3 separate regions of the Sus scrofa genome follow, and regions 1 and 3 are each linked to region 2. The links are chromatin contacts, called in public Hi-C maps. All regions are on one chromosome and are shown on one strand. The core of a region is the stretch at or near the end of the contact, and the rest is flanking DNA. Distances in the headings are between cores, read along the strand shown.

Evidence for each region. A called contact is a pair of places that touch in the nucleus more often than the background predicts.
Region 1: a Hi-C map of fetal heart ventricle shows a contact between it and region 2, with 2.7 times the contacts expected there. The contact joins two enhancer-like sites. A contact is called at or near these places in 2 of 47 Hi-C or Micro-C datasets (fetal heart ventricle and heart right ventricle).
Region 3: a Hi-C map of heart right ventricle shows a contact between it and region 2, with 3 times the contacts expected there. The contact joins two enhancer-like sites. A contact is called at or near these places in 2 of 47 Hi-C or Micro-C datasets (fetal heart ventricle and heart right ventricle).

What each region holds. Positions count from the first base shown.
Region 1 is chr8:77,036,079-77,039,972 of Sscrofa11.1, forward strand. No RefSeq gene overlaps it. Among named protein-coding and RNA genes, the nearest start is that of GATB, 180 kb to the right of the region's middle. Within about 2 kb of position 1,798, at least 9 of the 83 cell types and tissues checked have an H3K27ac peak or open chromatin away from gene starts, as enhancers often do.
Region 2 is chr8:77,207,765-77,211,385 of Sscrofa11.1, forward strand. It overlaps LOC110262141 (a long non-coding RNA gene), which reads left to right. Exons shown (of 3, transcript XR_002346739.1): 3 at 3,364-3,621. Among named protein-coding and RNA genes, the nearest start is that of GATB, 13 kb to the right of the region's middle. Within about 2 kb of position 2,362, at least 7 of the 83 cell types and tissues checked have an H3K27ac peak or open chromatin away from gene starts, as enhancers often do.
Region 3 is chr8:77,058,173-77,062,190 of Sscrofa11.1, forward strand. No RefSeq gene overlaps it. Among named protein-coding and RNA genes, the nearest start is that of GATB, 160 kb to the right of the region's middle. Within about 2 kb of position 1,364, at least 4 of the 83 cell types and tissues checked have an H3K27ac peak or open chromatin away from gene starts, as enhancers often do.

The sequences.
Region 1 (3,894 bases), core at 548-3,047, 170 kb before region 2:
GAATGCTACTCAGCCATAAAAAAGGAAAAAATAATGCCATTTGCAGCAACATGCGTGGAACTAGAGACCCACATAGTAAGTGAAGTAAGTCAGAAAGAGAAAGACAAATACCATATGATATATCTGGAATCTAATATACAGAACAAATAAAACTTTTCACAGAAAAGAAACTCATGGACTTGGAGAACAGACTTGTGGTTGCCAAGGGGGAGGGGAGGGAATGAGATGGACTGGGAGTCTGGGGTTAATAGATGCACACTATTGCCTTTGGAATGGATAAGCAATGAGATCCTGCTGTACAGCACTGGGAACTATATCTAGTCACTTGTGATGGAGCATGATGGAGGATAAAGTGAGAAAAAGAATGTGTGTATATACATATGTGTGACTGGGTCACTTCGCTATGCAATAGAAATTGACAGAACACTGTAAACCAATGATAATGGAAAAAACAAAAATCATTTTAAAGTTTTAAAAAGAAAAGAAAAGAAAAAAAGATTCACAAAGGGAAGTTCAAAATTCAGCACTGTTAATTCCATGAAGCATTGCAAATCCCCCCAGCAAAGCCAAGCTGCAGTCGGGTATCTAACCAACGCCATCCTTACCTTTGGAACTAGAGATGTGAAATGATGGTAGTGACATGTCTGACTCCTTTGCGACAAGTCGGAGAGGGGTGTCATCCCAGTTGTCTCAATGTCTGATTGAAATAGAGCCTTGGAAGCAGGCTAGCCGGCTGAGATTCTCCTTTCAGAATGATTCCCAAACATAACAGGCTCGGGGGAGGATTTTGAGAAGGCATCAGGAGGCCTTTGCACTTGCGGCTTGAGGAAATTGATGCTCACAGAGACGATGTGGGTGGCCGTGCCTCTGCCCTCCATTCTGGACTTGCACATTCAAGCCAGGACGACTGCCAGCCCAGAGCAACCAGAAGGCACATTCAGAAGAGAAGACAGAGAGACAGAGAGAAGACAGAGTGGGAGCAGAGAAGGTGAGAATGAAAGATGTGGATGGAAAGGGAAAAAAAACGACTCCATGGCTGTCAGTGGCAGGAGAATTCGGGAGAAGAGTGATTTGTTAACCCTGCTCTAAAGACTTCCTGTGCTTTTGGGTTTTTTATGTTGGCTGGCCGAGCACTGGCCTTTAATACACACATACACACACACACACACACACTTAGTCTCCCAGGAATAAAATAAACACAGTGACTATGCCAGGGTGCTTGATGGGCTGGTCTGTGATGACCCTCTGGGAAGGGCCTTCGGGGAAGTCCCATCACGGTGCCTGGCATAGCCTTCGAGGGCTTGGTTCCAACACCGCTGAGCGCTGGCTCTTTGATTTCCATTCTTTTTGAGTGGGTTCAACCTCTCCAGAACCTAAGCCCCCACTTCTCAACACTGTCACCAGGCGGGAGAGATGCTCCAGCTGACAGCAGTGACTGGCAGGAGCCTGGGAAAGTACAATGCTATTCTAAGTTGCCTTAAAAGTCTCATTTTTACTTGGGCTAATTTGCATGGCTGGTTTATGCCAACGGAGGATCTTTTCCCTTTGCCTTGGAATAGCTTCATGTTAAAATATCACTCTTTTCAAAGTGCCCAAATATTACTGGGATGAATAATGAGACAGATGGAAAATAGGAAGAGTGGGGCAAGTTCTGAATGCTTTCTACTTGGCGGAATAAATGAGCTTTGCGGATTTCCAGCCTCCATCTACTTGACTCACCCGGGGGCCCCTTCCACTCCATCCTGTCTCCAGGGACCAGAGAGGTACCCGGTACTACACCATGTCAACTTCTCTGGGCCTCCTCCGCACAGCCTAGTCAAAGGGCCTGTGGCAGGTGGCAGGTCCCGCTGAGCATGACGCCCCTAAGGAGTGAGCCTGCCCAGGAAAAACTTCCAGGATATGAGACCTGCTGTGTGCAAAACTCCACCCAAAGCATCAGCCATTTTCCAGAAAGTGCATCCCAAGCCCCATGCCCCGTGGCTTTCCAGAAAATGGAAAATCCCAAGGAGTTCTTATCCTTTTCTGAGCAGGCAAAAGCAGGAATCAACCACCAACTCAATATTTGCCTGAATCTGCTTCAGAGCTTTGTGTTGCTAGGAACGTGGGGTGGGTCCATTTGAGCCCCGTAATGGCAGCGGCCAAACTGATGGATCCCAGGGTTATTCCATCAGCTGTCCTGTGCTTGTGTGTCTCTCTCTTCTCTACCCAGACCTAGCCCTCCCTCCAAGGCCCATATGAAATGTCAGCAGCTCTTCCAGAAGCCTCTCCCGTGCAGATGCCTCTTTTCTGTACCAGTTCTTCTCTCCACTAAACAATTTAGAGATTAATAATGAAGCAACAGGAGAGAGATTAAAAAGCCATCTGGTGAGCAGTCCCTGACACAGCTTAAAATATCCACAAAAACAAAAAGAGGAGCCAGCTCCCAGAAAAAGCAAGGACTTGGGAGTCAGATCCGAATTCAATCTCTCAGAACTGTTATGTCCTAGCAGTTGGGGGAGTGGTTCTTTAACCTCTTTGTGCTTTTGTTCTGGGAATAATAATAAAACCCACCTTCTAGGGGTTTTGAGAGAAGTTGATTATAATTATAAACAGTCTAGATAGCATAAGCGTTAGTTATTACAACGATTGCCCTCGCAGCTGGGATGGAACACGTATTTCCACCATCCCTGGGGGGAAGTCTGCTAACTTCCTGACTGATGGAACCAGGGTGAGATGGCACCCAGGGGGCCCTTCAGTCTGGTTCTTGCCATCAGCAAAAACCTGTGAAGGGGCAGGAAGACTCATGTCCCTGACCCTCCCTCCGTCTGTTCCTGGGCACCAAGTGCTCACACTGCATAAGTTCATTCATTCATTCATTCCTTCACAGAACAAATACCTACTGAGTACCTAGTAAGTGCTCAGAGGTGGACTCTGAGCCCTGAACGAAGCTGACAAAACACCCCGCCCTCACGGAGCTTACTTTCTTTTTATTTTCTTTAATTTTATTAATTTTATTATCATTATTATTATTATTACTAATTTTTTTTTTCTTTTTGCCTTTTTCTAGGGCTGCACCCACGGCATATGGAAGTTCCCAGGCTAGGGGTCCAATCAGAGCTATAGCTGCCGGCCTATACCACAGCCACAGCAACTCAGGATCTGAGCCGTGTCTGCAACCTACACCACAGCTCACAGCATCGCCCACTGAGCAATGCCAGGGATCGAGCCAGCAACCTCATGGTTCCTAGGTGATTTCGTTAACCACTGAGCTACGATGGGAATTCTGGAGCTTACTTTCTAAGAGAAAGTAAGAAAACAGACCTATTAAGTAAGACAGTATTCTAGAGGCTCAGAGGGTGCAGAGCTGGGAGTGGCCCACCAGTGGTCCTGGTGCTGGGGGAGAAGGCCGTCCGTTCCTCCTCCAACAGAGAGCCAGGGGGTTGATGATAAGCACGAAGAGTGCTGAGGACTGTGCCAGAGGAGGACTGAGCCCCGCTCAGCCAGCACCCGCTGGAGGAGCCTCGGAGCCCAGATGCTGCTAGGAGTACTGCAGTTCTGAGGGCCTGGAGGGGCCCCGCCCAAGACCCACATCTCGTTGCCATGGTTTCTGCCTCCTCCTAACTTTCCCATCCCCACTGCTGGCCCGGGAGGCCTCTGCTAAGAAAAGTGGCTCATGCGGTTTTCAATAATTAGTTTTCTCTTCAGTCCAAGGGGCCTATAAGGACCTTGAAGGCAGACACCAATTCTTTTGTACATTTCTTCCTTGAAGTACAGTTGATTGACAATGCTGTGTTAGTTTCAGGTATACCGCAAAATGATTCAGGTATATATATATATATATATGTGCATGTAGGTTTTTCATAGGTTATGGTTTCTCACAGGATATGGAATACAGCTCCCTGGGCTGTATAGTAG
Region 2 (3,621 bases), core at 1,112-3,611:
CCTGCGGACCCTTTGCTGCAAGACTTAGCACGGGAGGAGTGCCTCCACAGGGCTGTCACACAGTACTGGGGACAGAGGGCAGAGAGCCTCTTCTATTGAAAGTGGCACATTCTGTCTCATTGGCGAGGTACAGAGGTGACTAGAGAGGCAGTAGCTGCATGAAGTTGCCAGCTCAGCCAGAACAATGCAGGAAACCTAGAAAAGAGACCTCTGCAGGCACAGAACCTGTTTCCTTGCTCCCAGAGGAAAACCAAGCCTATGGTGGTCCAAGATGGAACTCAGTCTCCAAGTGCAGGGCACGAACGTTCCCAGTTGCAGAGCAAAGGAAATGAGGAATTGATGACCAAGCTTAACAGCAGAAGATTGAACAGTGATTCTCTAATATGTATGAGTTGCTTTAGAGCCTTAAGTGAAGGAGCCCTAGGAAATGAGGCATCAGGGAGCAATGGAAATTGACAATGCGTGGGCGCAGTGCAGCTGGCCACTAGCTGGTGCTCTGTGGGGAAAGGCAGATGAAATGCTGCCCAGCCTGGAGTTCCCTCTGTGGCACAGTGGGTTAAGAATCCAACTTCAGTGGCACTGGTCTCGGCAGAGGCATGGGCTCGATCCCTGGCCCTGTGCAGTGGATCTGGCATCACTGCAGCATCTATAGCTCAGATTAAATCCCTGGTCCCAGAAACTTCCATATGTCATGGGAGCAACCATGGAAAAAATTAAAAAAAAAAAAAAAAAAAACAGTTGCTCAGGCTGTTTCTCAATGAGATATTATCACCTTTATTATTATTAATTCTACCGAGTTGGTATTTTATCTACAGAGTTAGTATTTCAAAAAAGCATTTCTTAGTTCAAATGGATTCCTATCTTTGTCTACTCATTCCTGAGAATAAATTCATGCCCCAGAGAATGTGTATTTGGAACTCCAAGGGGTATTCTCGGTAAAACCTACTCTGCCGTCTTTTAAAACATATGAGTTCGGTTGCACAAATGCATTCATGCCAGACCATTTCTAAAAGACATGCACATCAGGGACCATAGATCATTTTTGAGTTTTTATTCCCATATTAGATGTCATTGTAAAATCACAGAAAGAGTAAAGGTGGAAAAGCTTGAGCTATTGTTTCACATCGCAGGAAATGTTCTTTTTTCCTAATTCCAATTTAATTGCAATTATTTACCTTGCAGGGAAATGCTTCAAAATACAGGTAGAAAGACACTTTTTTTTCCCCCAGTCAGACTGTCGAGCAGGATCTTTGCCAAGTCCTCTAAAGAAATGTATTAACCGTCTGCTTTTCAGACACTGATTACCAAGGGCTGTCTACCCTCTCCTACTGCTAACTGCTCAAAGTCAAGGCTGAGTGACACAGAAGCTTTGCAGGCCCTTCTTAGCCCTTGCTTCCGGTATGTTTGCATTTGAAGCTTTACCTCTAATAGAGGTACAGGGTATTTGTGGCAGTTCCTGTGGTGGCTCAGTGGGTTAACAACCTGACTAGTATCCACAAGAATGCAGGATTGATATCTGGCCTCACTCAGTGGGTTAAAGATCCAGATCCCGCCTTGCTGTGGCTGTGGTACAGGCCAGCAGCTGCAGCTCCTATTTGATCGCTAGCCTGGGAACTCCCATACGTCACAGGTGAGGCCCTTTAAAAAAAGAAAAGAAAAAGGGTCTTTCCTTCAGAAAGCATTATTTTAGGTGTCATAGCCTAAAACCTCAGCACCCAGCAAGCAACATTTTCCTCCTCTTATGGATAAAGTCAGCCCTGCAAATCCAGAAATAGGTGATATTAGAAAGAAAGACGCAAACAGAAAATGCAGATGCAATTAAGGACCCAAAGTCCAAATGGCTGATTTTGATTAACATGTACCCTTTTCGTAATGCTAATTTGTCTGTTCTTTTATTGGATTTCAAAATTGCACCCTATGCCCTCCAGCCTCAGCAAACAAAGACATAATTTAAAATACCAAGACACAAATGTGCTATTTATTTCTGTGTAAAAGAGCCCTTATTACAGTGACTTTTTTTTTTCCTTCAGGAAACTAGCTCTTTTCAAGTTATTTACCATGTTGTCAATTATTGCCATCATTAATAATGATAATGATAATCATTAAGAATCAGCAATGTGTTGGGGATAAATAGAGCACAGAGCCCAGGCATGGCCCCAACCTAGTGAAACAATGGTGATTTTTGTTTCACCCCAGATTTCATCAAGTGAGGATGGCAGCTCTCAGGAACCCATCTTTACCCATTATCCTCCATCATCGTCTTGGTCTCAAAGCTCCCCTTTTGCAATGCCCTGTGCCCACAGAGGGTGTGACTTCCCAGTCGCCCTCTTTTGCACGACCTGGCACGGACCCCAGCCTGTGCAGTTCCACAGGCTGGCACTCATTGCCAGATTCCCCCCAGCTGAGAGGGACTGGATGTTTGTACCACTGGGTGTGCTATTAATGGAATCTGTTATCAAGTCACAAGACAAGATGTCCGTCTGGCACTCTGCTGCAAACTGCAAGTGTGTGGGGGAAACACAGACACCCTGTCTGACGGGGAATACTAAGCTGTGAGACCAAGTGGCTGGGCACCTACTAGAAATTAGCCTGGCAGGTCCTGCTGTAGAGCACGAGGAACTATATCCAATCACTTGTGATGGAACATGATGGAAGATAATATGAGAAAAAGAATGTGTGTCACTTTGCTGTGCAGCAGAGATTGACGGAACATTGTAAATCAACTATAATAAAAACTTTTTTGAAAAAAGAAATTAGCCTGTCACAAATGATTGCACTGTACATGTATTCCTCTGTCTGTCTGTCTGTCCACTTGCATGCCTCTGCTTCCTTCAGCTCCAGAAATGCATGTGTATGGATGTAACAGCGTAAATAATAACTGAAATTCTTGGGAAATATCTGGCTTGGAGTAATGTGCTCTGATAAGCATCTGAATATCAACCTCAGTGAAACATTAAGGGCAAGAGTAGAAATTATAAAATAGCTCTTTTCTAAGGAGTAATCTCTTTGGAGTAATTTGTCTCATAATTTTCATGGATGCTTGGCATGAAATAGAATTTTTTAAAGCATATTGTCGAATTTGACTTAATATAGACTTAAAGATACACCCCTCCCCACCATGTCAGTGTTTTTCATTCCAAGGTTCCAAAGCTTTGCATTAAACAGGACCATGAAAAAAAAAAAAAGCAGGAGCCCTTCTTGTCGCCCTCTGCCACCTTCTTGGCTCAGCCGTCCACAGAGCAGGGACTGGGAGGAGAAACACGCTACACAGGCAGAGGGAAGAACTGGTGGATCGTATCCTGGTTGCTGTCGTTTCTGTTTCATGGCTTCATTTCCTATTTATCCCATCTCCTTTCCACCTAGAGACCACTGACGAATCACAGAGGATCGGAAAGGATCTCCATGCCCACGTGTGTATGAGCGCGCGCGCGCACGAACCCCTGGAGTACAAGGTTTGCTGAAAGCCGCAATGAGAGATCATTTAACCAGAAGGAAGGTGCGTACTCAGTGTCTTAGCCCTCTTAATCTGGTCATTCCGTTCTCAAACCTCCCTCCCAGGTAGTGGATAGCCACACAGAGATACGACACACATGCACAACCCCCCCATTTGAATACAAGACA
Region 3 (4,018 bases), core at 114-2,613, 150 kb before region 2:
GAGGGAAGAAGAGAGGTTGCTAGGCAACTTCCCGGGGCAGAGGAGAGAAATCTTGAGGGAGGAGGCGCTTTCAAAAGTGCTGCTTTGTGCCTTGGGTGGTTATCTCTGGCCGGAACAAACAGACCCCAGAGGCTGGTCACACCTAGTTGGCAGCCGGCTGTTCATCCTGAGCTGCTTCCCGCAATTCTAAGCATCCAGAAAGAGTCAAGGGCACAGGGTGCCAGGAGGAGGGTGGCAAACAGTCTGAATGGCAGCTGAGGTGCAAAACAAAAATGAAAGCTGTTTATTCCATAATTTGTGCCATGGGGGGGGATAATGGCATGGCCAACCATTGATGCCAAGTGTTGTGGTTAAAAATACATTCACCGAGTGCCCACTAGATACTGTGTTACTCGCTGGGAGGAAACAAAAGGTACACCAGACATGATCCTTGTCCGTAGGCAGCCCCCCATCTGGAGAGGGAGGAAGGCACAGGGCACGTGCATTGGGAATTAGCTATCCCTGCGGGGTATAAAATACAGTGGCATCACTGAGAGGAAACACTCTGGAGTAGAGTTCAAATCCCAGTCTGCTTGCACTAGCTGCGACCTGACAGACGCGACTTACTGTCTCATTTGCAAAACACAAGTGATTAGAGTACTTATGATCTCTTGCTCTGAGATCAGAATGTGCTGACAATTGAGACAGATTGAGGTTAATGTGTAGCAAACAGGAAGGATGGGTAAATAAGTTCTGGGTAGAGGTAAGGAACCAGGGCTGTGAGCATGGTATTGAACGTGGCTTAAGTACCTTCTGATACACATGTACACATATCAAGGTCGTGCCCAGCTTCGGTCCACCTGTGATGCTGGGACCCATCTACTTCTCAACTGCTCTACTAGAAAGTTCTTTGATTATCCTACTGAATGCTGTGTGCTATTGTAAGACCCCTTCTCTGGGTGAAGGGAATCAGATCTTTCAAACTCAGATCCGCAGCCTTAGGTGGAGCTGGGTGGCAAAGCTTGCCTTTTCTGTCCCCTAGAATGAGGACATGCACCTGCCAATCAGGGTGTGCCTCCTTTGCCATCAGCAGTGTCCTACTCCAGCTCCCCTGTCTGCCCAGGGGCCACCTCCCTTCCCTCTCCATCTATAAAACCTTGAACTGCACCCCCAGCCAGGTTGCCTCCAGATTTCCCTAGAAATTTCTCTGAGTCCTGGAACGCATGCACGGCAATCCTTGTATTTCCAACCATCCTGGCCAGGTAAGCATGTTGCCTGTCGAACAAAAATAAATGCAGATCTGCAGACCAGCACATGACGTTCTTTATTGTCCCAGCCCTGTCCCCTGCAAGGCATTCGTGACACTTGGCTGGCAGGACCCAGAGCCAGCCAACTGCCACAGATAGAGGTGACTCCAGAATGTCAGCTGTACAGCAGACAGGGTATTTATGGCACAAAGGCTCTGCAGAAGAAAGAGAGAAGGGGAGGGGCAGGGACAGGCCATAAAAGAGGAAGAGGGAAAGTCCTAAAAGTTTCTCTGCGGGCCAGGGCCTGCCTCCCCCCAACCCCTGATTCTGCCCCTATCACCATCAAGGGCCCCAGTGTCCAGATCACCCAGGAGCCCAGGGACCCAGAGCACTCACTCTCCCCTAAGAATTGCCAGGGAAGTTCTCTGGTGGCACAGTGGGTTAAGGATCCAGCATTGTCACTGCTGTGGTACAGGTTTGATCCCTGACCCCAGGAACTTCCACATGCCATAGATACAGCCAAAGGGGAAAGAAAAGCAACAACAACAAAAACAACCTCTCCAAAAGCAGGGTAAAATCACAAATCTTAAAAAAATAAATAAATAAATAAATTTTAAAAAGGATTTGCCAGGAGAGAGAAAATGATCTGTCTGTGGAAAATCCCAGTTTTCTGCCCCAAAGGCGCTCTTTTGGGCATTTCACATTTCAGGTAAAGGTGGACATTCAGAGGATCTCTCACTGCCTCCACGGCCAAAGACAGTTGCCTGGGGATGGGCACACATCCCCCTCCCATTGGGAAGCATGATTTTTGTGTCAAGGTACCAGGGCCTTCTTGGGGAGCTAGTGGAATGCTGCCCCTCTCCCTGTGCAGACCCTCCTAAGGCCCCATGCGGTCTGCTGGCTCCCCACCCTCACCCATCTGCTAGGCTGGCCTGGGGCCCACTTACAAGTTGGTGTGACCCTTGGCCTCAGGCACACATCCAAGGCCACATGGGCTTAGGTGGCGGGTCTGAGTAAGGCCGGAGGTACCATCTGTCCCGCAGGAAGACCGTCTCCCCCGTCAGCCCTAAAGCCTTGGCTGCATATTTCAATCACAGCTGGTAGCTGCTATTTGCCAAAATGAAAGCTACCTGAGCAGTAAGGCAAGGACGCCACATGCTTCGGGGACAACTTAACATTGGACCTGGAAGCTTCAAGGCACAGGAAGATCTCTGAGAAAATACGGTAACAGCAAAATTAATGAAATTAGAACATTACTCGCAAATAAAGAATTGCCGAGACACCCTAAAAACCCAGAAAGATTCCTAAACTTAAGGGTTTAGTCGAAAATCAAAACCACTCAAAGGGCTTTTAAATTCTTCTTCATGGATGATCTATCTGCATTGAAGCCACATGTCTCACCTTTCATCATCTCAGAACCTGCCAAGAATTTTCCTAGAGAAATCGGAAACTCCAATAATCCAGGCAATGTTTGGAAGGCATGGAAGGGAAGCGTCCACCCCCGGGAAGTCACACCTCCACCATCAATGTCTTGTGCCCTGGCCTCTTGCATCCACGCTGCATAGAGCAGCCCCAGAGTCAGGTCTTCTTGAAATGTTAGGCAGGACCTGCCGCAATCCTGTACGAACTTCCCCCACCCGGTTGGTTTTCCATCATACTGGGAGGAGGTCTTTCCAAGACCTACAGTCCCATGCGAGCGGAGCAACAGGAGCTCTCCAGCCTCCTCTTCCTCCATTTCCTCTCCCCTCACACCACTGCAGCTATCCTGGTTTCCCTCTGCCCTTGAACATGCCAGGGATGCCCCCATCTGACAGCCTTTGCGAACAGCTTTGCCTGAAATGCCCTCCTCCCGCATAATCAGACAGCTTCAGGCCTTCATTGATGAGCCACCCACGCCTGGGCATGCTTCCTGCATCCAAGGTCCTCCACGCAACACCTGTCAAATGCATCTCCCTTCCTCCCTCGACACAGCATTCTGAAGGCCTCTCAGCAGTCAGACCTGTGAGATGCAGGGGCCAATTGCCCTTGGTACCAAGTGGTGGCTAGTGTGGGACAAGATACACCTTGCACTGGTTCTCCTGCCCTTCCTGCCTCGCTACTCCTCCCCTTCCTACTCGCTACTATTCATGGGCTTGCATCCCTAGAATCTTTTTTTTTTTTTTTTTTTTTTTTGTCTTTGGTCTTTTTTTGAGGGCCGTGCCCACAGCATATGGAGGTTCCCAGGCTAGGGGTCTAATCAGAGCTGTAGCTGCCGGCCTATGCCAGAGCCACAGCAACACAGGATCCGAGCCGTGTCTGCAACCTATGCCACAGCTCATGGCAACCCTGGATCCTTAGCTCACTGAGTGAGGCCAGGGATCAAACCTGCAACCTCATTCCTAGTTGGATTTGTTTCCTCTGCATCACAACGGGAACTCCCCTAGAATGTTTTTAATCAATAAAATAAAACCACTGGTTTGTCCTCTATTATCTGCAAGCCTGTTCCTCTTTTGTTATATTCATCCTTTATTGTTGTTGTTGGCTTTTTTCTAAGGGCCACACCTGCGGCATATGGAAGTTCCCAGGCTGGGGTCGAATTGGAGCTGTAGCTGCTGGCCTACACCACAGCCACAGCCACATGGGAACTGTGGTGTAGGCTGCTGAGCGAGGCCAGGGAGGGAACCTGAGTCTTCATGGACACGAGTCAGGTTTGTCACCACTGAGCCACGACGGGAACTCCCATTCGTTTGTTTTATTTTGTAGATTCCACATAACAAGTGATAACATAATGCATTTGTCTTTCTCAGCCTCAC